Regions from separate parts of the Mus musculus genome. Here regions 2 and 3 are each linked to region 1. A link is a contact called in public Hi-C data. All regions are on one chromosome and are shown on one strand. The core of a region is the stretch at or near the end of the contact, and the rest is flanking DNA. Distances in the headings are between cores, read along the strand shown. Region 1 overlaps 1700023F02Rik (RIKEN cDNA 1700023F02 gene). Region 2 has its middle 100 kb from the start of Gm31240. Region 3 has its middle 62 kb from the start of Gm40677.

What was found. A called contact is a pair of places that touch in the nucleus more often than the background predicts.
Region 2: a Hi-C map of cerebellum shows a contact between it and region 1, with 2.7 times the contacts expected there. The contact joins two enhancer-like sites. A contact is called at or near these places in 4 of 484 Hi-C or Micro-C datasets (brain, cerebellar granule neurons and cerebellum).
Region 3: a Hi-C map of cerebellum shows a contact between it and region 1, with 2.3 times the contacts expected there. The contact joins two enhancer-like sites. A contact is called at or near these places in 3 of 484 Hi-C or Micro-C datasets (cerebellar granule neurons and cerebellum).

Annotation. Positions count from the first base shown.
Region 1 is chr10:66,179,395-66,183,064 of GRCm38.p6, forward strand. The region is part of intron 2 of 1700023F02Rik (RIKEN cDNA 1700023F02 gene); the gene reads right to left. 4930407I19Rik (RIKEN cDNA 4930407I19 gene) reads left to right here. Exons shown (of 5, transcript NR_131070.1): 5 at 1-120. Among named protein-coding and RNA genes, the nearest start is that of Gm22829, 11 kb to the left of the region's middle. Within about 2 kb of position 2,032, at least 2 of the 459 cell types and tissues checked have an H3K27ac peak or open chromatin away from gene starts, as enhancers often do. A contact at or near this core is called in cerebellar granule neurons and cerebellum, where this site is marked.
Region 2 is chr10:66,639,260-66,642,929 of GRCm38.p6, forward strand. No RefSeq gene overlaps it. Among named protein-coding and RNA genes, the nearest start is that of Gm31240, 100 kb to the right of the region's middle. Within about 2 kb of position 1,937, at least 17 of the 459 cell types and tissues checked have an H3K27ac peak or open chromatin away from gene starts, as enhancers often do. A contact at or near this core is called in cerebellar granule neurons and cerebellum, where this site is marked.
Region 3 is chr10:66,573,136-66,576,805 of GRCm38.p6, forward strand. No RefSeq gene overlaps it. Among named protein-coding and RNA genes, the nearest start is that of Gm40677, 62 kb to the left of the region's middle. Within about 2 kb of position 1,871, at least 7 of the 459 cell types and tissues checked have an H3K27ac peak or open chromatin away from gene starts, as enhancers often do. A contact at or near this core is called in cerebellar granule neurons and cerebellum, where this site is marked.

The sequences.
Region 1 (3,670 bases), core at 782-3,281:
ACTTCCTGTATAGGCTACCATTTGCCTAAGAATTAGGGACATCAACTGACACATGAGAGGTCATAAAACTACAAAGCTCCAAGAGAAATATCAACTTGGATAATAAAAATGTGTACATGTACACTATTGAATACCATTCATCTGTAATTAAAAATGAAATCACTAATATTGTGGGTAAATGACTGGAACTAGAAAAGGTCATATTGAGTGAGAGGAACCCAGACCCAGGAAGACAAATGTCAGAGTTTCTCTCTTATTGGAGGCTCCTAGTTCTAATTCTTCAGATGTGAATATTTATCATGAAGTAACTATGGAAACTAAGAAATTTTAAAAAGTACTGTTGCCAAGATAGGGAAGAGGGGGAATAGCAAGACATAAATGATCTAATCACCAAATTGGGGAAAGAGCCAGAGAGGGGCCTGGAACTAGGAACAGGAAGGGAGATAGATACAGAAGAGGAAGGAAGAAGTAAAATAAGATTAAGGATGGCCAAAACCATCATAAGGATATCTACCTTGTAAAAACTTATAGTAAAGGTAAGTCCATGGGGGGGGAGGGGGAATATATATATATATATATATATGTATCCTAAATAAACACTTCTCATCTAGGCTAACAGTGATTGTCAAGGTCCAAGGACAATTTCACAACATATTCACAAAATAGCAACACCATCACATGAGAAGCCCTCCTCTGAGCTGTTGGCCAGCATTGTCCAACAGATTTTCATAAAACACTACAAGGCTATTGGTATTTCCCTTGGTTGCCCACTAGAGGTGGAAAGTAAGTCTCTATTGCTAAAGAAACCATGGACTTCATATACAGAGCTCAAAGACATCTGAGCTAAAATTGGCCTGAATGCTTTCCCCCTAAAAACTAGCTTTCATGTTACTAGAAGATACCATGCAAGTTTCTAAAGGAGAGAAGCATCCAACTGTCATACCCAGTTGTATCTCCTGTTAACAATAACCAACAACCAGCAAGGCAGGAGAACCCTAAGGGTGCCGTAATGGCATGCATACATTGGTAGTAACCAACAGCTCTCTAATTTGACTTAAGACCCACTCGACAAGAGGGAAAACATGCCTAGTTCTAGAAACCTATCCAACTACCCAAGGCTAGTAAAACCATGCTTATTCGAATAGAACCTATAGTCACCACTTTACTAAAACAACATAATCCATAACTATATTTTAAATGTTTATCTTTATACCCACAGAAAAATATAGTCTTCATTCCTAATCAAGGAAGTCTCTCTTTGCAACAGACACAGTTAATTACAGAAAACTATAACCAACAGAGTCCTATATCCCAGTTCCAATGTTTTTGCATACAATACAATTTCCACATTTAAGGCTCAGGAAGCATTGTATAAGAGGAGGCCAAAAGATTAGAAGAGGCAGAGGATCAGGGAGTTTGCTGTGAGATTGTGCCTCATAGTAATGTCAGAAGCTACACCTATAAAGTCTCACCAGCATGACTACCTAAACATGAGCTAAAAATGGAGAACAAAGATTTAAACAATAAAACATGCTAAGGAAGTCAGGGAGAAAACCCACAAGGCCTCAAACCCATACAAAAACTACAGGCAACTAAGGAATGCTAAAAGAGGCGAAAGCCTTTCCCAGAGAAGAGCTCATGAATTGGTTATCCAATACCAAAATACCAAGACGGTAATCTCTGAAAAAAAATGTAACATATAATTTTATGTTTGTGATATATATATATATATATATATATATATATATATATATATATTTGTGTGTGTGCATATATATTTAGGAATGCATATATATACACACTCATATAGACATATAACAACAATTAATGATAAATGAGGACATGTATTTGAAAGACAGAGAGGAGAAGTATATGAGAATGAGGAAAGGGAAAGCAGAAATGATGTAATTTCGTTATAATCTCAAAAAGAACAGGATATGACCAGTTTGGCTCTTAGGATGAGACATGCATAGGACAGTAAATTGGGACAGATGTCTCAGCTGGGGGCCTAATGCACATGAAAGAGAGCCCAAATGGGGCCAGTAAAGCCACCTGGCAACCTGGCAGTTGACTACAGGCACACAAGAGAGCCCTGCCAAGCCCAACAGATTTCCAGAAACTTCCCACTGGCTACTTCATTTGGAATCAAGACTAAATAGATCGATGCCTTAAGTTCTCTGTGATAGGTGATTTCTCATGCACCAAGTAGTCAACTAGCAGACTAATTGTCACACACTTGAAAGCTTATACACCTAAGCATCTCATCTAGGACTTGGTGGATTTAACACTGTGAAAGCACAAAATCACACACACACATACACACGGGGTGAAGGGAAGTGAATGTGATAAAAGGAATCTACAAATTACTATGACTTCATTTCTCATATCCATTGCTCTGATCATGCCATTTTCCAATGATATGTTGTGCAGCCAGTGTCCTGTCATTCAGATTCTTTCCTCCTCATTTCCTATGATTCTGAGTATTCGTGAATTGGGTTCCTCTACTCAATATTTAAAAACAAAACATGTGTTTCTATCTTCTATATTACCTCTGCATGGCTCGATCTTCGCTTGCTCTATTCCGCTCCCTCTACTGCTCCTCCCCTTTTTCCCCTCCCCCCTCCCCTCTCTCCCTTCCCTCCCCCTTGTGATGGTCTCTACTGCCCAGTAAAATAACCAATCTTCTTCTCAATTATTTTCAAGTATGAAGAATAATGACCACTCATTGAGGCATGCTCGTCCTAAATAAACTTAAATGATTTAAAATTGTCTTGTCCTTTCCCATCACAGAGAAGAAGAAGCCTAAAGTAGCACACAATGACTGAAATATCCAAGTATATTCCATGTTCCTATAACTGAGTCAGGTCAGTCTGCAGATAAGTATTTGAAGATGAAGAGATTATCTTGGGTACACAGTGGTCGTACACATTCCTCAGGACCATGGAGTTTGGAAAAGGAGATGCTCCCAAGTAGACAAATGAAGCCAGATCAGTATCTCTCATGCTGCACTATAGCTAATTCCTAAGGTATCAAAAGCTTTAATGTACTACCCATAACTGTGAAACCATTAGAGAAAACATACATAAAACACTTCGGGATATAATCAGGGATTTTCATATAGCACAAGAAATAATGAAGAATTGATAAACAGGGTTGCATGACATTGAGAGACTTTGGCACAAGAAAGGCAACCAAAAACCCGAATGGGACACTATGGAAAGGGAAAATTTGCTGTCTACATATCTGACAGAGAATTAATATTGAAGATATATTAAAAACAGCCAAATTAAGCAACAACAACACAAAACTGCCTTTTGATATTTAGGCTAAAGAACCAGAGCTCTCAAAGAATAAATAAATAAATAAATAAATAAATAAATAAATACAAGCTGTCAAAAAATCTTTTAAAATGTTCAATATTCTTAGCCACAAGAGAGATGTAAATTAAAACAAATTATAGATTCTACCTCCCCAGTCAGAATGGCTACTATCAAGTAAACAGATGACAATGAATGCTCACAAAGATGTGGAGAAGGAGGCATCCTTATTTACTATCAGTAGAAGTGTAAACTGGTCTAGCCAATATGGAAATCTATGTAGAGGATTTTCAATAAATAAACATAAAGAACAACCGTATGGTTCAGGTATACTTAGTTTTGAAAACCCTATC
Region 2 (3,670 bases), core at 687-3,186, 460 kb after region 1:
CTGTCTCATGAGAGGATGTTTTGCTGAAGCAGACACGTGGGAAGATGTTTTGCTGAAAACAGATGTGTGGTGTTTTTCTGGAAGCTGCCTGGTGAAAGGGCATGCGATGTTTTGCTGGAGCAGATGTTTGAGAGGACGTGGGATGTTTGGAAAGAGTATAAATCTAACCCAACTTAGCAGCTCAATTCAGAAAAAAACTGTGAGGGCCCCGCTGATAGGCACAGTCCACTGAAGTGACAAGAAGCAGCTGGAACACCACCAGAAGTCCTTTGGTGCCTTTCTCTCTACAAAGTTACGACAAACAAAGATCTGAGAAGAAAGCAAGGTCGACTAATGCCAGAGCATCATCAGTGAAGACGAGCATCAGCAAAGCCCAAAGAAGACCAGCAGAGCAAACCAATGGCAGAGCGATGTTGAGCTGCTACTGCTGGTTTAAGTTTGGTGTTTTGCTAGTGGGCTGGACTGCAGACGTCCAAGATTGGAATCTCCCCCAAGGAACTGCTCCTGAATAGGTTCACGTCCCCCTTGTCCTATTAGCCAGTTTCCTCCCCTACCTTTGGTCAGTGATAAGGGAGATTGATGTGTTTAAGAACCCTGATTAAAATAGGTTCTGGGAAACATAAGCATACGTTAGACTTGTAAGTGACCAAGTCAGTGAGATTCTATGGGAGTTTTAATGCTTCCCAAAGAGCCTGAGATCTAGAGAGGAATACAGAAGTGGAGGTCATGAGGCAGTGGGACCCACAAGTCAGTGAAGAGTAAGAAGAAAGCAATAAGATCATCAATAGGAGGAGAGGCCCTAAGTCCTGTGAAGGCTCTATGTCCCAGTATAGGGGAATGCCAGTATAGGGGACCAGGAATGGGAGTGAGTAGGTTGGGGAACAGGGGGAGGGGGTGGGGATAGGGGATTTTCGGAGGGGAAACTAGGAAAGGGGATAACATTTGAAATGTAAATAAAGAAAATATCTAATAAAAAATCACTACAGAAACTGAGAGAGGATAATTTTTACTGGGGAGCATGGCTGTGTCTGAAGAGGATTGTTACTAGGTTAAACTATGTACCCTGAAATCACAGACTAAAGTTCTCACTCCCCAATACTTTAGAATGTGGCTTTAACTGCATATAGAGTCTTTACGAACAAACGTATGATCAAATTCAACTGGGGTCGTTAGGAGCGGTGCTAGTGGGTCACCCATGTGACTAGAACTATGCAGAAGGGAAATTTAGAAATAGATTCATACATTCACATCCAGTAGTGATGAAGGCAGCAGAGATGGATGGATAATCTATGAGCCTGGGTTGCATGGTGTCAGAAACGGGGTGAGAGGGATGAAAGAGGTACTCTCGGCCCTCGAAAAGAAAACAGTACTTTGCCTGGGTCATCTAGCTTGCAGAGCTGCTGAAATAATGATTTCTATGGTTTTAGCACCCCATCGGTAGTATTTGTTAGGGCCACTCAAGCAGGCTAACGGGATGCCTGGAGCTGTCAATGAATCTGACATAGCCCCTAGCTAACCAGCAGGCTTTTCTGGCTTCTCTTTCTCCCGTATCCCCACAGCGATCCCATCCCTCTGAGACCCAGAACTCCTCTGAGCCACGGGGTCCTGAAAGAAGTTGGTTAACTCAGCGGGAGGTTAGCAATGTTTAGGAAGGAGTCAATGAAGCATCTGGAAGCAACTGGAGCTGCTGCTTTGGAGCCCTCAGATCAGGGGAGGAGGAAATCTGAAACAACTTTCCTTGCTGCTTCAGGGAAGAGAGGCAAGTAGCCAGCCACTGGGGCGCTTGGCAAAGCAGTGAACAGCAGGTGAGGCTGGGAAACCTGTAGGCTGGCAGCTTTCTGCTTAGGGGCAGGCTCCAGTCTCCAAGCCACCGGGTTATTCCCAGCCAAGCCAGGGCATCCAACAGAGCAGTTGCTGAACGAACCAATAGAGATAATCACCCCCGTTATTCAGGGTTCGCAGAGCAGCAAGTATTTCACACATCAGTCTTACACACAAGTAAAGGTCTCTCTGGTCACCCAAAACAGCTGCTTTTCACAGTGGAAGCAGAGGCCAAACCAAGCCAAGCTCTCGCTGGGTTCTTTCCCATCCAGCCTTCCCCCAACAGCCTGGATTCACCTGACGCCTGGCGTGAGGAAAGAGCTGGCAGGCATCCTGCCTCAGCCATCTGTGCCTCCGCTCCTCACCAAAGTGGGAAAGCATTTCAAATAAACGATTTTGAACGCACGTTCGAACCATTCAAGTTCTCACGACCTCACAAGAGAAGGGCCTCAGGGACTCGCACTGTCGGCTGCTGGAGGGAGAGCTGATGAACAATATTCTCTGAGCTTGTTCAGAAAGAAAGGGAAGAACCCGGACAGAACACAAATAGTTTCAGAGAGATGGGAATCGCCTTGCAGGTGGTGGAACCACATGGCTCGTTTATGGGCTGAATAAGCCTCCTAGCTCAAGTTGGCACTTGAGTATGGGACGCCAACTGCCGTTGACCGGATGTTTAAATTGTAACATCTTATTTGTAAGCCAAGTATTAATTTATTTTGCTTTTTTTTTTCCGTACCTTTGCCTTAAACGAGATTGCTTAAGGGACCCAGGAGTACTCCACACGTTTTCTTTTAAAGACTTTCTTTCTGCCAGACAAGATTGTGGGGTCCCGGGTGATTGTGTTTTATATTGCACAACATTACTTCAAGAGGAATAGTTTTATCTTCACTTTTAAAGGGCTTTATCCAGTTCAAGACAGTTAGATAGCTCAGCTAGGGACATATGGCTAGTAGATACACAGATCAAGATTTAAATAGCAGATTTTACCACAAATCTTCCTGGCACTGATGGCGTGGTTCAATGGTAAAGAGACCTTGAAACTCTTCCAGAGGGTCTGAGTTCAGTTTCCAGCACCTAAATCAGGCAGCTCAAAACCGCCACCAGTCACTCCAGCACCAAGAGATCCAGTGCACCTTCTGTCCCAGCACGCATCTGCAAGCCCATGCTTGTGTGCGTATATACATAGACGCATACTTGCACAGAGACAATTGTAAAGAAATCACTTTTTAAGCCTGTTATAGCCGTCTCCTGAGAGGCTCCACCAGTTCCTGACAAATACAGAGGTGGATGCTCGAAGCCTACCATTGGACTGGTCACAGGGTCCCCAATGAAGACACTAGATAAAGGACCCAAGGAGCTGAAGGGGTTTGCAGCCCCATAGGAGGAACAACAATATGAACTAACCAGTACCCCCAGAGCTCCCAGGGACTAAATCACCAACCAAAGAGTACACATGGTGGGACTCATGGCTCCAGCTGCATATGTAGCAGAGGATGGTCTCGTTGGACATTAATGGGAAGAGAGGCCCTTGGTCCTGTGAAGGCTTTATGCCCCAGTATAGGGGAATGCCAGGGCCAGGAAGCAAGAGTGGGTAGGTTGGTGAGCAGGAGGAAGGGGGAGGAGGAAGAGGGGAGGAGGTCTTCAGAGGGGAAACCAGGAAAGGGGATAACATTTGAAATGTAAATAAAAAAAAAAATCTAATAATTAAAAAAAAAAAAACACTTTCCTAGAGAGAGCAGAGATTTTCCGGTATCAGACAAGAGAGACTATTTTGCATGCGGGTGATTAACATATCTTTATTATTGAAAAGATCTCTTGTTGACTCTGTGTTTCTAAGATGAATCAATTA
Region 3 (3,670 bases), core at 621-3,120, 390 kb after region 1:
GAGAGAGCTTGATGTTCCCTGAAGAGACTCTCACACAACTGGCAGCTTGCTTTTCTCACCAAACAGATGATAAGCAAGTTTGCAGCACTTTCTTCAAGATGGGGGGATTGGGGGGAAGGTAGGGGGTTGTTGGAGTGGAGGTGGGAGATGGGGGATGGACTCATGTCCATCCCCCATCTTGAAGAAAGTGCTATCTCTCTGTGTGTGAACACACAGCAGAATACCACCTTCCACTCTTTTTTTCTCTTCTTTTCTTGCCCCTCCTCTCGCCTTCCCTTTTGTCTCACTGTTCAGGGACCTCACATTGACAGTCAGATATGCACTCTTCTGCCTTTTTCCTTGTGTCCCGAAATAGAATTAAGTACTTGTTGCACCCATGCTATCAGATAAGATTCACCATTCATGGTGCCCCTGAGAAAGGAAACCTACCCTAGTAAAAGAATCTACCCGGATTCCTCAACTGAGAAATGGAGATCCAAAAATCTACATTCCAGTCTAAAGCTCATCAAGAAGTAAATTTCCCACAGAGGAAACATTCGCCTCCACTTTGGTGGCGATGGAACAGCGGTTTAGGTAATAGTTTTAGGTTAGACAAAATACGAACGGAAACTAATCACCACATCAACTTGTGAACTGAATTCACTCACCAATAAAATTTAAAGTAGTTTAAATTCAGCAATTTTCCCTGCAGGTTCCCAACAGAAGCAAATACAACGTGATGGTTTATGTTCACTGTCAACTTTACTAGTTTAGAATCACCATGGAAACATGCCTCTGGGCATAGCTATTGGGTGTTTCTAGAAATATTGAAATGAGCAAGGAATATTCACCCTGAATGAAGATGACGGATGACATCCTATGGGTGGAGTCCCAGGCTGAAAAGGAGGAAGTGAGCTGAGCCCCAGCATGCATCTCTCTCTGCTTCCTGGCTGTAGGTTCCTTGTGACCAGCTGCATTGGGCTGCTGTCTGCGGCTCCTACCGCCATGAGTCCATACTATGACCTGGACTCTGGAACTGTGAACCAAGACAAACCTTTCCTCTTACATCACTTTCTGTCAGGTATTTAGTTATAACAATGAAGAGAATAACTAATACAGGTGGTCTAGAGAAATCTACGGCTATAGTGCTGACCAGGATTATGAGACTATTATAGATCCAAATTAGGAAGAGTTGGAACATAGAGGTAAAATATTAAGCAGGCAAATTATGTGGATTGTGTAGCTGGCTATTTGTAGCAATGACTATCACGCATATTTTGTCAATGGCCTAACTAATACCTTCCCAAATGTCTTCAAGGACATAGCCTGTTCCCTTTTACCCTCTTTTGTGGTTTCATGGCACTCCATGAGGAAGAACAGTGAAAGTCTATGCACCATTAACTTACAGATTGGGATATTTAGTGGATAGAAAGGTGGTGTGTCATCCATTATAGAACTTAAAGACAAATCAGAAGCCCAGCAGGATTGTCTGTATCAGGTATACAAGTATACTGTGCCCTGGGGCTGGGGGAACGGGTCTGGGTGCAAAGGACTCAAGAGTTAGGCCAAGTTTGATACATTCATCTTGGAGAAACCTCTGGGATCCAAAAGAAGCTTAAATGTATGACAAATAGATGTGGTGGGGCAGGGCACTGGCAACAAAAGCAGAAGTCTATATGGGGTACCTGTGGGTCCCCAGTAAAGAGCAGAGACAGTCACCCAATAAGGAAAATCCTATTTAAAAGACACTGTAAGGTTCCCAGACCACAGATGTGTGCTCACTTCTGACCACAAGAGTACAATGCAAAACTGTGAAGGGATGCCAACTGTGGCTTGGGAATGTAAAGTCAGTTCAAGATTGCCTGGGCTCAAGGCCATTCCTAGTCATTAACACATCTTGAAAGGGGTTTGAGACATGCAGAAGCAATTCCTCAAGTCTCTGCTGGCACCTACAGTTCGAGATAGGAATAGCAAAATAAAATCAGCAGGCATGAAAAGCCTACTCCAAACTGACCTACATTCGTGCTATTATATTTGCATAATTTTCATGTATGCATTCACACACACACACAAACACACACACACACACACATGGGGCCATTTGATATGTAGAGTTTACACAAGGCATCGCTTTCATTGAATTAAACTGATTCTAGGTTTGGCACTTTTCCCACGGTAAGCCAGTGTTGTCGAAATCAGATTTGTCACTTCATTAAACCTGAGCATTAATAGTCCCACCGCCTTCGGAGACATCTTTGTGTCTCGCTGAACCAGTTTGGAATGTCAGGGTGAAGAGACAAGTACTTTAAAGGATGGAGATGTTACAAATGAGACGAATTGCAAAGGCTTCTGTCTATAGAGTGGAAAACGTGACAACAATCTCATAGTGGATGAAGGGTAATTTAGTTAAGTGCAGTCTGAGCTTGAACGTTCTTAATAATTCCTGGGCTGGACATTATACCCACAACTTTAAAGGTGGTGGGAAAGTAAAGATTATCAACTAAAAGCATCATGGACACAAGCTTCTGGAAATGTCTAAATGAGGGAGTCTCTGCATTGAGTTGAGGTAGGAAGACCTAACCTAACTGTGAGCTCTTCCATGGGCTGGAATCCTGACCTGAATAAAAAAGAAAAGTGAGCATATATTCTCTCTCTCTCTCTCTCTCTCTCTCTCTCTCTCTCTCTCTCTCTCTCTCTCTCTCTCTCTCTCTCTCTCTCTCTCTCTCTCTCTCTCTCTCTCTCTCTCTCTCTCTCTCTCTCTCTCTCCCTCCCTCCCTCCCTCCCTCCCTCCCTCCCCGCCTCTTGCTTTTTCTCCCTCTCTCCCTTCCTCCTCACTCTCTCCCTTCCCCTTCCCCCCCTTTCTCCCTCCATCTCTCTCTTCTCTAGCTTTTCTGCTCTCTTGCCCTCTTACTCTCACTCTGTCCTCTCTCCTGATTGCAGATAACAAGCTGTCTGTTGGCCAGCTTCCATCCCTTCCTCACCAGGGTGGATCTTCTTCCCCCAAGAAATGATTAGCCAAAAAGAACCTTTCCTTCTTTGAGTTTGCTTTGCTTCTGGTGATTTCTCATAGCAACAGGAAAAACATGAAACAGAAGACCCAAGGCTCCCTTCCTGCAATAACAAGCATTATGTAGAACTTCCTGACCAATGTTCATTTTTTAAATGATATTTAAATTTTACTAACAGTACCCTCCCCCGAAAAAAAGATAATTCCTCTGGAAGATAAGCTTTTCAGGTGAGCAGACTTTTGGTTGCAGGGTACAGGTCTTGACACTTAACTCTCACCATGAGGTCTGTGCCAACCAGCTCATAGCAATTCCACAGTGGCCAATAGATAGTTGCATTTTGTTGCTATGACAAAACGCCTGGCAAAAACAACTTAAGGAAGGGGAAGGTTTATCTTGTCTCACAGTCTGAGGGCTCCGTCTTTCCTGGCATAGACGTCATGAAGGCAGGAGTTGAGGTATTTGGTTGTATCATATCTGTCTTGTGGAAATAGAGAAAGATGAGTGTGCATACCTACTTCATTTAGTTCAATTGACAAAGTCCCTCAAAGCCCCGTAGATTTGATTCCAAGGTCACTCAAGGTCCTTTCCAGTTCAACATGAACCAATCCAGCCAAGAGTCCCCAGCCTGGGGCTGGAAGGAGCAAAGCCAGGCCATGTACAAGGATTTTTGTGCCACACCCAAA